2 separate regions of the Sus scrofa genome follow, and region 1 is linked to region 2. A link is a contact called in public HiChIP or PLAC-seq data. All regions are on one chromosome and are shown on one strand. The core of a region is the stretch at or near the end of the contact, and the rest is flanking DNA. Distances in the headings are between cores, read along the strand shown.

Evidence for each region. HiChIP or PLAC-seq counts read pairs in DNA pulled down with a chosen protein or histone mark.
Region 1: a contact with region 2 is called in an H3K27ac HiChIP or PLAC-seq map of alveolar macrophages. The contact joins two enhancer-like sites. A contact is called at or near these places in 1 of 5 promoter capture datasets (liver), 14 of 47 Hi-C or Micro-C datasets (alveolar macrophages, blood, embryonic fibroblasts and 6 more) and 2 of 2 datasets of contacts at active chromatin or transcription factors (alveolar macrophages and skeletal muscle).

Annotation. Positions count from the first base shown.
Region 1 is chr1:240,901,653-240,907,376 of Sscrofa11.1, reverse strand. TGFBR1 (transforming growth factor beta receptor 1) reads right to left here. Exons shown (of 10, transcript NM_001038639.1): 6 at 2,009-2,176. Among named protein-coding and RNA genes, the nearest start is that of TGFBR1, 44 kb to the right of the region's middle. Within about 2 kb of position 3,951, at least 5 of the 83 cell types and tissues checked have an H3K27ac peak or open chromatin away from gene starts, as enhancers often do. A contact at or near this core is called in alveolar macrophages, where this site is marked.
Region 2 is chr1:240,738,189-240,744,312 of Sscrofa11.1, reverse strand. All of the region lies in intron 2 of COL15A1 (collagen alpha-1(XV) chain), which reads right to left. Among named protein-coding and RNA genes, the nearest start is that of COL15A1, 23 kb to the right of the region's middle. Within about 2 kb of position 1,717, at least 17 of the 83 cell types and tissues checked have an H3K27ac peak or open chromatin away from gene starts, as enhancers often do. A contact at or near this core is called in alveolar macrophages, where this site is marked.

The DNA of each region.
Region 1 (5,724 bases), core at 2,702-5,201, 160 kb before region 2:
GAAAGCAGAGAAAATAAGATGCTCTAAAATATGATGCTCAAAAAATGGAACTCTAACACTTAAAGACGGGGGGGGGGTTAAAGATATTAATTTGTTTGTTGACACCCTCTGAATTTTTTAGAGGAACCCTAGTAACTGATTTTCAAATCCAACAACCAAGAATCTAGATCACTTCCTTTGCCAATCAACTAGAATGTACCTTTAATACTAGCCTCTAGGAGTGCTATTAAAATATAATTATAATGTGGAAAATCTGGAACCCTCATATGCTGCTGGTGGGATTTAAAAGGGTACAGGCACCTTTGGAAAAAAAGTTTGGCAGAGTTACTATCTGATTCAGTAATTCCACTCCCAGGTGTATGTCCAAGAGAAATGAAAACATATATCCACACAAAAACTTATACACCAAAGTTCATAGCAATATTATTCACAATAGCTCAAAGTGGAAAAATAATCCAAATGCCCATCAACTGATGAATGGACACCCAAAATGTGGTATATCCATAAAAAATGGTACTGATAAATGCCACAACATGGATGAACCCTGAAAATATATACCAAGAGAAAGAAGCAAGTCACAAAAGACAACTTAGTGTATGATTCCACTTATATGAAATGTCCAGAATAAGCAAATCTATAGAGATGGAAAGTAGATTTAAAGGTTGCCTCAAGCTAAAGAAATGGGGAGAAATAGAGTTCTTTTTGAGGCAATGAAAATGTTTTAAAATTGACTGTAGTGATAGCTGCACAACTCTGTGAATATACTAAAAACCATTGAATTATACAGTAAATGGGTAAATTGTATGGTATGTGAATTATAACTCAAAAATAAAAAATCAACAATAAAAATTACAAAGACAGGGCTGGCTGAAATAGTAAAACAGCATACGTGATGTGTGTAGTAATGTAGGGGGTGGGAGCCATCAATAGCAAGTGGATGATCATTAAAGCAGAAAATGTAACTGGTATCTGATATTATGGCACAAACATAGCATAAAAATTTTATAACCAAAACTTAGTATTCAATTTTTCAACTACAAAACTGTCCCATGCAGTCTTCTTATCATAAGGTCAAATATAATTACTAGGTGGTCAGATAAAATTTCTAGCATGTTGATGTTTACCGAGCATTTTCATATTTCATTTAATACTACATATAAATTGAATTCCAAAATCAAGATCCTCAGACACAAACATTATATGCTATTACTTGTATGTGGAATCCAAAAAGAGGATACAATGAACTTACTTGCAGAAGGGAAACAGATTCACAGACTTCGAAATATTTATGGTTACAGGGGACAGGCTGCAGGGGGAGTGGGGAGAATGGACTGGGGATTGGGGATGGAAATGTTCTAAAATTAGGTTGTAATTGATGGTTGTACAATTAAGAATAAAATTCATTGAATTAAATCAAGATCCTCAAAAATCATAAGCAAGACTATACAATCTTAAGACACAAAAATATCAGTGTTGTTACAATACCTAAAGAATCTCTCAACAAAATCCCAGATTCCTAACTTTTTTTTTTTTGTCTTTTGTCTTTTTTGAGGGCCACACCCACAGCATATGGAGGTTCCCAGGCTAGGGGTCTAATCGGAGCTGTAGCTGCCAGCCTATGCCACAGCTCATAGCAACACCAGATCCTTAACCCACTGAGCGAGGCCAGGAACCTCACAACCTCACGGTTCCTAGTCGGATTCGTTTCCTCTGTGCCACGATGGGAACTCCTAGATTCCTAACTCTTAAGATTTAACAGAAAGACTATTCTCCAAGTCCATGATTTTCTTTTCTGTGGAAAGGTTCATTTGTGCTGTATATTAGATTGCAGATATAAGTGATATTATGTGATATTTGTCTTTCTCTTTCTGACTTACTTCACTCAGTATTCTCATCTAAAAACTCAGTTTAAACATCTCCCATTAGACTGACTTCTTGCAAAACTTTTCCAAGTGGACATCAGATCCAAGGACATTTAAAGCTTAATAACAAGACTGCTTTGACTTACCTTGGGTACCAACTATCTCCATGTGAAGATGGGCAAGTCCACTTGCTGTGGACAGAGCAAGTTTTATCATTCCTTCCACAGTAACTGTGTATCTATTCAAGTAATCAAAAAGGGATCCATGTTCATGATAATCTGACACCAACCAAAGCTGAGTCCATGTACCATTATCTGTAAGTAGAATAACAATACTTCAGATGGGTTTAGAACATTTATGATGTATTAAAAGTTCTCACTTTCCCTCTCAATCCTGAACCACACGACTGCAGTATGTTGGTACCTTAAATCTGTATATATTTCCTTCATATTTTCAGTTTGTCTCATACTTTTATGTACATATCCTTTAGATCCTTAAAGTAAGCCCCCTATTCTTGTGATTAAGATAACTAATCCCATTCAAGAGAGAAAGAATCATAGTTCAAAGATGGTGACTTTAAGTCTACACAGATAGTAGCGAAGCTGCCTAGAAGAATGCCTGGTTCAGGTTAGGTGCTCAGTGGTTGTTCTGGAAGGAGGAAGGGAAATGAGAAAGGGGGGCGGGGCGAGGGGAGAAGATGAGAAGTATCTGGAACCTAGTGTGGCCGCAATGGGAATGGAATATTATGGGACAAACTGAAAGTGAGCTTAAATGAGAAATTCAAACTTTAATGACAGACTATGTATACAGTTCACAGAAAAGCCAGACAAGACGATTATGATTCCAAGGTTTCCAGGTTAGAAAAGTATAAAAATAATGGTGTCACTGACACATGAGAAAGCTAGGACAGGAAATGAAAATGTTGAGAGGAGAAAAAGCTGGGACTGAATCCAGTTTACACAAGGTGATTTTGAACCTCAACAACCTAGGAATCTGAGTTCTTCCAAAAATTCATTTGAAAGCTAATACATGAATCTGAATTGTATTTTCCCACGAGAATCACGGTAAATATTCTGGTTGGGCTTCTAGCCTAGGCTGGTCCATAAAAGCCTAAGTTAACCTAGAAGTAGCTAGAAAACCATATATTTCACAAACTCATGAGAGCAAAAAAAGTATTACAACAATACTAGTAGATAGGACAATTCAGTAAAAGACACACATTTAGAGTCATTCTGACCAGGGTTGGAATCCAGGGTGTGGTTATTACTATGTGACCTTGGACAAGTTTCTTAACTTTTGAGCCTTTGTTTCTTCTTTTACACAACAAGAATAGCTTACTTTTCAAGACAAAGATTTTAAAATAGGATGTTTTAAAGCATTTAGTGTAACTCATGGCACATAAGAACTTAAAATGTGCTATTTCCTTCTCTATTGGCTGTACAACAGAAAAAACTCTCAAATGACATAAAAAATTTTCTATATTTTGAAGGTTGTTACTTGAAGGAAAGTGATTCTGATTAGAAGAGATTAAGGAAGGAAATGTTTTCAGAAGATTCTGGAGGTATTTTCAAAAGAATTTAGATATTCGGGATACTAGTTCTTTATAAACTTGTTACTTGATAAATTATTATAAACTGATTCTGTCCAAACTTGTACCTTTTCTTTTCCTTAATACAGGTACATCACTAGCTTCATCTGCATGCTTACTTTTATTTCTTTTTTTAAAGTTTTATTGACATACAATTGAGTGTGGTATGCATGCTTTTTAACTATACCTGAATTCTGAAAGGTTCACAAATACAAGAAATAAATAGGAACATAGTCAGATGGAAGAATGGGAGATTTTCCTGAGGTAACTGACAAAAGCGGTAGAAGGAAAAAGGATATATTAGAAGCTATACACACATAAAGGATTGTCTGAGGTGGAATTAACTAAATCAGGAAGAGAAAGTTAAAGGAAAAGGGAATGGAGGTGGTGGGGCTAGATTCTAGGCAAAGTCCCTTAACCTTGACCAAGAAGAAAGGTGTGGGTAGGGAAGAGCCAGCAGGGTTGCCAGTTCCCACGGTGACCACCAGATGACAGCACCGGCTTGGCTGCTGCTTGAGCAAAAGGGAAGAGTTCAGGGCACAGCAGTCAGTGTGTTTACAACTTGGAACAAGCCTAAACAGTGTTGGGGCTGGTGAGGGTTGAGCCTCAAAATGCAGATTTGAAAGTCACCACCACCATGGAGTTCAAAACCAGAAATGTGGGCAAGTTCTTCGAGGGAGCAATTATTATTTGTAGAATTAAAGCCTTCATATGAATTAAGAGTTTCAGAAAGCAGCTATTAAGAAATAACGTCTAGAGTTACAGAACATAATAAAGGGTTGTTTTAAGGGCTGAGAGAGAAGCCAAACTGTGTTAAAGACAGAAGAAAATGAAAACTAAGGACTTGGTCAGACTATGATCACTGCTTTTATTTATTTTTAAATTAAATAACACAAATTGGTAGTAGCTATTAATAATCACTGCTTACATACATCACCAGCCATAAGTCACAAAAAGGAGATAATCTAATATGCCTTCTGATGTGATAACGATAGAAAGTATATAATATGTAGAAAGTATATAATATTTTCAGGAAACCAATAAAACAGATTCAATCTCTAATTCTAACTACCAGTTTACATTGTATACAAGGAGCAAGTTCAAAGATATAAGATTTTTCAGTTAACAAGTCTACAATATGATAAGCCTTATAGAACAAACAATCCGGTTTCTTCAATGAATAAATTGCAAGAAGAAAAAAAAAAAAGAAAAAAATCCTAACAATTTTTAAGGATTTAAGTTAAGTATCATCCTAAAGTGAAAAATGAATTTTTTTTTTTAAAGAAGACTAGAGAAATGTTGAAAATAACTAGATACTTGATGGCATTTTAAAAAATGACAATGGTATCCAACAATTCCACTCCTGGGCATATATCTGAACCAAACCATAATTCAAAAAGATACATGCACCCTTATGTTCACTGAGGCACTATTCACAATAACCAAGTCATGGAAACAACATAATGTCCACCAACAGAGGAATGGATTAAGAAGAGGTGGGATATATATATATATATATATATATATATATATATATATATATCTATATATAATGGAATACTACTTAGCCATTAAAAAGAATGAAACATTGCCACTGGCAGAAACATGGATGAAACTAGAGATTCTCATACTAAGTGAAGTAAGTCAGAAAGAGAAAGCCAAATACCATATGTTATCACTTATATGTGGAATCGAAAATATAGCACAAAGGAACCTATGTACAAAATGGAAACAGGGATATAGAGAATAGACTTGTGGTTGCCAAGGACCTGGGGTGGGAGAGGTGGGGGGGAGTAGGATGGAGGGGAAGTTTGGGGTTAGTAGGTGTAAACTTACATTTAGAATGGATAAGCAATGAGGTCCTACTGTATAGCACTGGGATCTATATCCAATCTCTTGGAATAGACCATGATGGGAATATAGTAAAGGGAATACATACACACACATATATATATGGCTAGGGTGCTTTGCTAGAGGCTAAATAGATTAATCTATTTTAGTGAGTTTTTATAAAGAAAACTCAGTAATGTAGAAAAATGGTTTCTCCAAAACCACCCTGCCCGTGGTAACCATGTGGACACTTTCTTGCCTGTGGTGCATAGGTGCTTGAGGCCAGGGGTAAGAACAGATGCTGAGGGAAGTGAGGACGCTATGTCAGTGGAGAGTGAGAATGAGTGGTAACTGTGAAAAATGACTTCAGACTATATTTCATTTACTTTCTTGGCTTCAGTTACTATAGTAGTGCCCACAAATCCCTATTCTCATAGTTTTCAT
Region 2 (6,124 bases), core at 468-2,967:
CGTAGGCCTCTGGCCTTTACTGAAAAAAGGATGGTTTTGAAGGGGTCTGGAGGTGGTCAAAGTCCTGGCAAGGTGTGGGCCCTGCAAGTTGGTTGCCTGATCCGGCAGCTGGAAGGAGCTGGGCGCAACTGGGAAGAGCTGGGCACAGCTGGGAAGAGCTGGGTGCAGCTGGGAGTCCCAGCAGGAAGAAGTGTGCACCCACCAGCACCCTCTCCAGCTTCTGAAGCATCCTTTCACCTGTTCCCTCCACCAGAGCAGAGGCAAAGCAGTGATCATTCTTGCCTTTGGCAGTGGAGGGCATCAAGCCCTAGAGAGAGGAAGTAACTCGCCTGAAATGCCAGTGCATTTCTAGGATAGCCCCCTGCCTCCCAGGCTTCCCCTGCGGCTCTCCCCAGCACAGATGAGCACCTCTGTGTCCCCACAGTCCCTACCCATCCCTCCACCGTCATCTCTGCCTTCTGGTGGTTAGTTCCCTTCCTTCTCCGATATGACTAGATGTAGGCTCCTGGGCATGGACCACGCAGACTCATCTCTCGGTTCCCGGCACCAGCACAGTCTGGGAAGGGTAACCCACGAAAAGATGATGAGAAACAGCAACATCCCCAGCCAAGACTGACTGTGGGCTTGCTGCTGATAGGCTCCATTCAAAGAGCTTTCTGCAAACCATTGCATCTTCACCCTTGATTCTCTATGCAGTAGACATTATTATTACCCCCATTTTACAGGTTAGAAACTTGACTAATGGAAAAGTTAATTACTGCCCCCCAGGCCAGAAGATAATAAGCAACTGGAGTCAGGATTTGAATCTGACCAGGTCACATAGCATAGGATAAAGGTTCCCGCCTGTGACACTTCAGAGTTACCCAGGGAGCCTTTAAAAAGACAGAGGTCTGTCCCTCCTGCCTGGCCCTATGGAATCAGAGTCTTCCAGAGAGTGACGGCCTCTCCTGGTTGGCAGCCTTAGATAAGGGTTAATCCCTTAGGCTTTCATATCAGATCAACCTGGGCTTGAGCCCTGGGTCTGCCACTAACTGGGAGGTGACCTTGGGCAAGCCAATGTCCTTCTCTGAGCTGTAGACTAACCTGTACATCAGGGCAGTGATAGACACCAGCTCAGAGTCACCACGAGAATGGGTAACACGATGGGGGTGCTCAGGACCCAGTGTGAGTCCTAACTCAACGAGGGCCGACTCCAGGCCGGGCACCCTCGCAGTCAATGCAGTTCCCCTCCTAGCCACCCTCCAACTGTCAGCCACTGAAGAATTACTAACATAATCAGACTGGCAGGGAGAGCAGGGAAGTGAGCAGCTGAGCCTGGAGAGTGGTGTGACTCCCTCATTCAGTGACTGGGGGCTGCAGTGCCCCCTCCACACACTCACACCCACACACTCACCCACAGCCACACACACACGAACCCTTGGGCGAGGGAGAATTGGCTCCAGTGCAAAAGCCACATGCAAGCCTCAGGAAGCCAGCCGTGGGTCTTGCTGCCGCGCTGCAGCAAGGCCCTGCAGACGCCTTCCCCAAACCTGCTCCAGGAACGCGGGTTCAGAGCCACCTCAAGGACCATGTGCACCAGGTGGCACAGTGAAGGCTGGCAGGTGTGGGCAGGCGTGAGGGCCACTGGGAAGAGCTTTGTAGTAACTCCTCTGGGCTTATGGCCCTTCCTTCTCCATTTGGGGAACAAAGGCTCTTTGAGCCTGATGGAGGCCTTGACTCCCGCCGCTGACATCAACGCCAGTGAGTCATCACTCCCAGCAGCAGCTCTGGAGGGCTCAGCCTGGGGCTCAGCGGGGGAAACTCATGGAAAACGGGCCAGAAGGAGGAGGGGCCTGCTGGGGGCACGTGAGGGGCACCAGAGAGTCACGGGTGGCCACCTGTTGGAAGTGGGCAGGGGGACACAGACCCCGTGGCTGGCAGGGCAGCAAGGTCAGGGCAGACGTCTGGACCAGATGGCCTCAAACTGTTCCCTAGGGCTCAGGATGGAAGGAGGACAGGACAGGGCATGGAGGAGGCCACCCGCAGCAGAAGGGGAGGCATGGAGGAGGCCTGCGCCTTGGCTTCCTAACACACCGGACACAGTCACACATGCATGCAAACACACTCATCCACAGATCCACACTTGTAAAAACACACTCATACACACCCTCTCACCTATTCACAACACAACACCCCCTCCAACAGATATATCCAAACACACACCAAAAGCACTCATACATGTGAACAACACAGACTCATCCCATGCTCACAAACCCTGACACTTTCATACACTTACACGCACACACGCACTATAATTCATTCATGGACACTCTCTCACACAGTAACCTCACGCTCACTCACCTGCCCAGATCCACACACTCACACCCAAGCAACTCAGAATTAATTTCCTCAATATACTGGTTTCCAATTACAGCCCCCTTTGAAAAGGATTCTGCAGCCCAAACCAACCCACCAACACAAAGCCACCCATTAGAAACCCTTCCATGTTATCGATGTTGAGGTGGGGGCCCTGCAGGGGCATATGTGTCCCCGGGGCCCACGGAGAGCCTGTAGCCACTCTTTCCTCTCCAGCTGCCTCTTTAATGGTCTGGAGATCTCTGACTGCACTTCGTACACACAGGATTTCAGTTTCTCTGATGTGGGCACACTTTCTAGATTTTCCCCCTTGTCAGTAAAACCTTCTTCTCAGAATATCAGATCTGGGTCATGTCTTCACACAGCATCGAACTCAATTAACTCATTCTTTTGGAAGCAATGCTAGACATGGCTGAACAAGAACTCTGAACAGTTAACTGTACAGGTGATAATGGCGTTTGGCACAGAGCCTGGCACACACAGGTAGGTGCCCAGTTTCAATGTCCGTGCCACAAGTGACAAGGAATGTATAACAATAGCTCGTGTGCGTTGAGCCCTTACTATGTCCTGGGCACCAAGTACTTAACCTGCAGAGCAGTAGTTACCCTGGCTGCACAGAATTACTGGGGTAGGGAAGAGATTTTTAAAAATCCTTTTGTCAAGGGCCCAGCCTCAGAGATGTTGATTCGGTTGGTCCAGATGTGGCCTGGGCACCAGCTCCCTGGACAATGCTGAGTCACAGACCCTGGGTTCTCTACAACAACCCCACTCCTACTCTTGCCAGTCTGCAGATGAGGGAACAGAGGCACAGAGAAGTTAAATAATTTCCCCAAGGACACACAGCTATCAGGTCCCAGAACTGGTGATTTTTAAACCCTCATCTGTCCTATGCAAGGAGTTGAGTCTCACTCTGTTCTTCGCCAGGAATGTCATTTCAACCCGAGGTCGCCCCACTCCAGGCAGCACACCCCAAAGGTCTAAGCCCTCACTGCCCTTGGACCCCACCCCCACCATAGCCTCTCTATTCCCACTGCCCGGCTGCCCCTCCCCATTGCTCTTAGCATCAACACTCAGCACCTCCCTTGCAGAAACGGGGCTCTGCTGCCAGCGAGAGAAGTCTCCCACGAGCTGTATCTGCTGAGCAGATCTGAAAGGGAACTGGGCAAGCCACTGATCTCATCTTAGCTGGCATGATATAGCTTCTGAACCAGAGAAGGCTCTCCAAGCAGCTCAGCGTTGGGGAGAAAGACTCGGGCAGGTCTGGCTTCAAATCCCAGTTCAGCGTTTAAAAGCTGTGCAGCTTTGGACAAGACGCTTCACCTCTCTGAGCCTCAGGGTCTACATCCATAACACAGGAATGATGTCACCTTGTTCAGGAGAGAATTTTAAGAGTGACTTGAGATAACAGGCATAAAATACTAAGCAGAGGGCCCAGCAAAGCATACATTTGATACAGCACGGCTTGTTGTTACTGTGATTATTGTCAGGGCTGTTAGCCTTCTTTTCTCACCCCTGAACTACTGTCTGTAGTTGTCAGGAAAGGAAGGTTTGTGCTATGGTCCCTCTCGGGCTCAGTTTTCTCACCTGCAAAATGAGGTGGTATGACCTCCTTCAACTTAGCTGCAGGGAGGGTCAACTGTGGTTCTGCATGTGAAAATGCTTTGCCAAGTGTAGCCTGCTCAGGTGTAGGGAACAACTAACATGGACAGAAGATTCCAAACAGGTGTCGAAGGGCTGAGAGTGTTGTTTTTCTCCGAGTAGTGAAAGCCGAAGACACCGAAAAGCTATAATGTGGCCAATGTAACTTCCTAAGCAGAAGTTTCCTGCCCCAGCCTGGGAACAGCCTGAATAAAATGGGGCTGACCAAGAGGAGCTGGAACCTGGAAATGGGTTTAGCATCTCACTTCACTCTCTCCTGACCCCAGAGCAGGAAGCGACAGTCAGGCCAGCTGCAGCTGCTGGAAGAAACAGCAAACCAACAAAAATAATGACCCATGTTCCCTATGGAAGTTCCCATCGTGGTGCAGCAGAAACCAATCTGACTAGGAACCATGAGGTTGTGAGTTCGATCCCTGGCTTCGCTCAGTGGGTCAAGGATCCTGCATGGCCGTGAGCTGTGGTGTAGGTCGAAGACGCGGCTCAAATCCCACATTGCTGTGGCTGTGGTTTAGGCTAGCGGCTACAGCTCCGATCACACCCCTAGCCTGGGACCCTCCATATGCTGTGGGTGCAGCCCTAAAAAGACCAAAAAAAAAAAAAATGGCCCATGTTCTCTTTAATGGGTTGAATGATGGCCTCCAACAAGAGAGGTCCACATCCTAATCCCTAAAAACTGTGATTATGACTTTATATGAAAGAAGGGTTTTCTGCCAGTATAACTGAGGATCTTGAGATGAAGAGATCAGCCTGGATTATCCAAGGGGGCCTTAAATCCAGTAACAATCCAGTGTCCTTCTAAGATACAGGGGAGATTTGACAGAAGAGGAGACAGCATGATTCTGGAGGCAGAGACGGAGTGATGCAGCCATGAGTCAAGGAAGGTTGACAGTCCCCCATCCCCATCCCCAGAGCTGGAAGAGGCAAAGGATTCTGCTTGAGAGCCTTCGCAGCCTCCACAGCCCTGCCGATGCCTCGATTTTGGCCTCCAAAACTTTACTGGCTTGTGGTACGTTGTTACAGCAGGCAAGGAACCTAATATTCATGGAATGCTTACTGTATGCCAAGTCCTATTCTAAGCACAGTGCCTGGACCAAGTCATTTAATACTCACGATAACTGGTGAGGAAGGGGCGCTGATCACCTGTCTCTTACACATGAAGAGACCGAGATGCAGAGGGACGAGGTCATCCAGCTACTAAGTGGCAGAGACAAGATGTGGGCCCAGCCTGGGTCCATGTCCCATGGCCTGTCTGCTTAACCGCCACGATTGCCAAAGTGTGGTTCCTGGAGCAGCAGCATCACCTGAGAACTGACTAGTGATACAAACTCTCTGGCTCCACTCCAGACCAATGAATCAGAAATCACACAGGGGGCCCAGCACCCTGTGCTTTAACCAGCCTACACCCCCTCCAGGGTGAAGACGCAAACTCAGGTTGAGATCCATTGCCCTACACTGTGCTGCTGACGGGAGATGGGGGCATGAGACCTGAACGGAGGCCAGCAGTTTGCGATCATGGAGCAGGAGACGTGAGAAGCCGAGCGGCAGAGAAGTCTGCTACAGGGGCGGGGACCCAGGCCCAGGGCTTAGGCAGGGCTCCTGCTGGGACAGGACTTCTGTCAGATCACAGCGCAGCCGCAGCAAATGGGCTACTACCCAGGCAGGCTGATGGGAGGCCAGGTCCCCTGAATGACTAGATCCCATTGATTGACAACAGGAGGGCCCCAGGGCTTGGGGTGAGGCAACCAAGTGGCCCCAGGTAGGAGAAGGAGGCTGGCAGAATGCAGAGAGGCTTGGGAGGTCCAGTCCAGGGGGCCTGGGCATGTTGGTGAGGGTTCTGCAGCCAGGAGGAAGCTTGTGGCTTCCCCACGGAAAGCCTGTCTCAAGCAGGAGGAGCTCATGCTTTCCAGCAGGGCAGCAACAGCTACTTCGCTTGCCTCCCCAGCCTCCCCTTGCCCTGCCCCGGGGTTAAGGGGCCTGAGGACTCCAAGGAAGTTCACTCCAGCCACACTGGGAAGCTGAACCTCAGGCTGATTCTTCTAAACGCCTACAAATGAGTCACCCCATTTTGCCCAGAAACCCTCCCTGGGTAAGTTTCCCAGGAAGCTCCAAT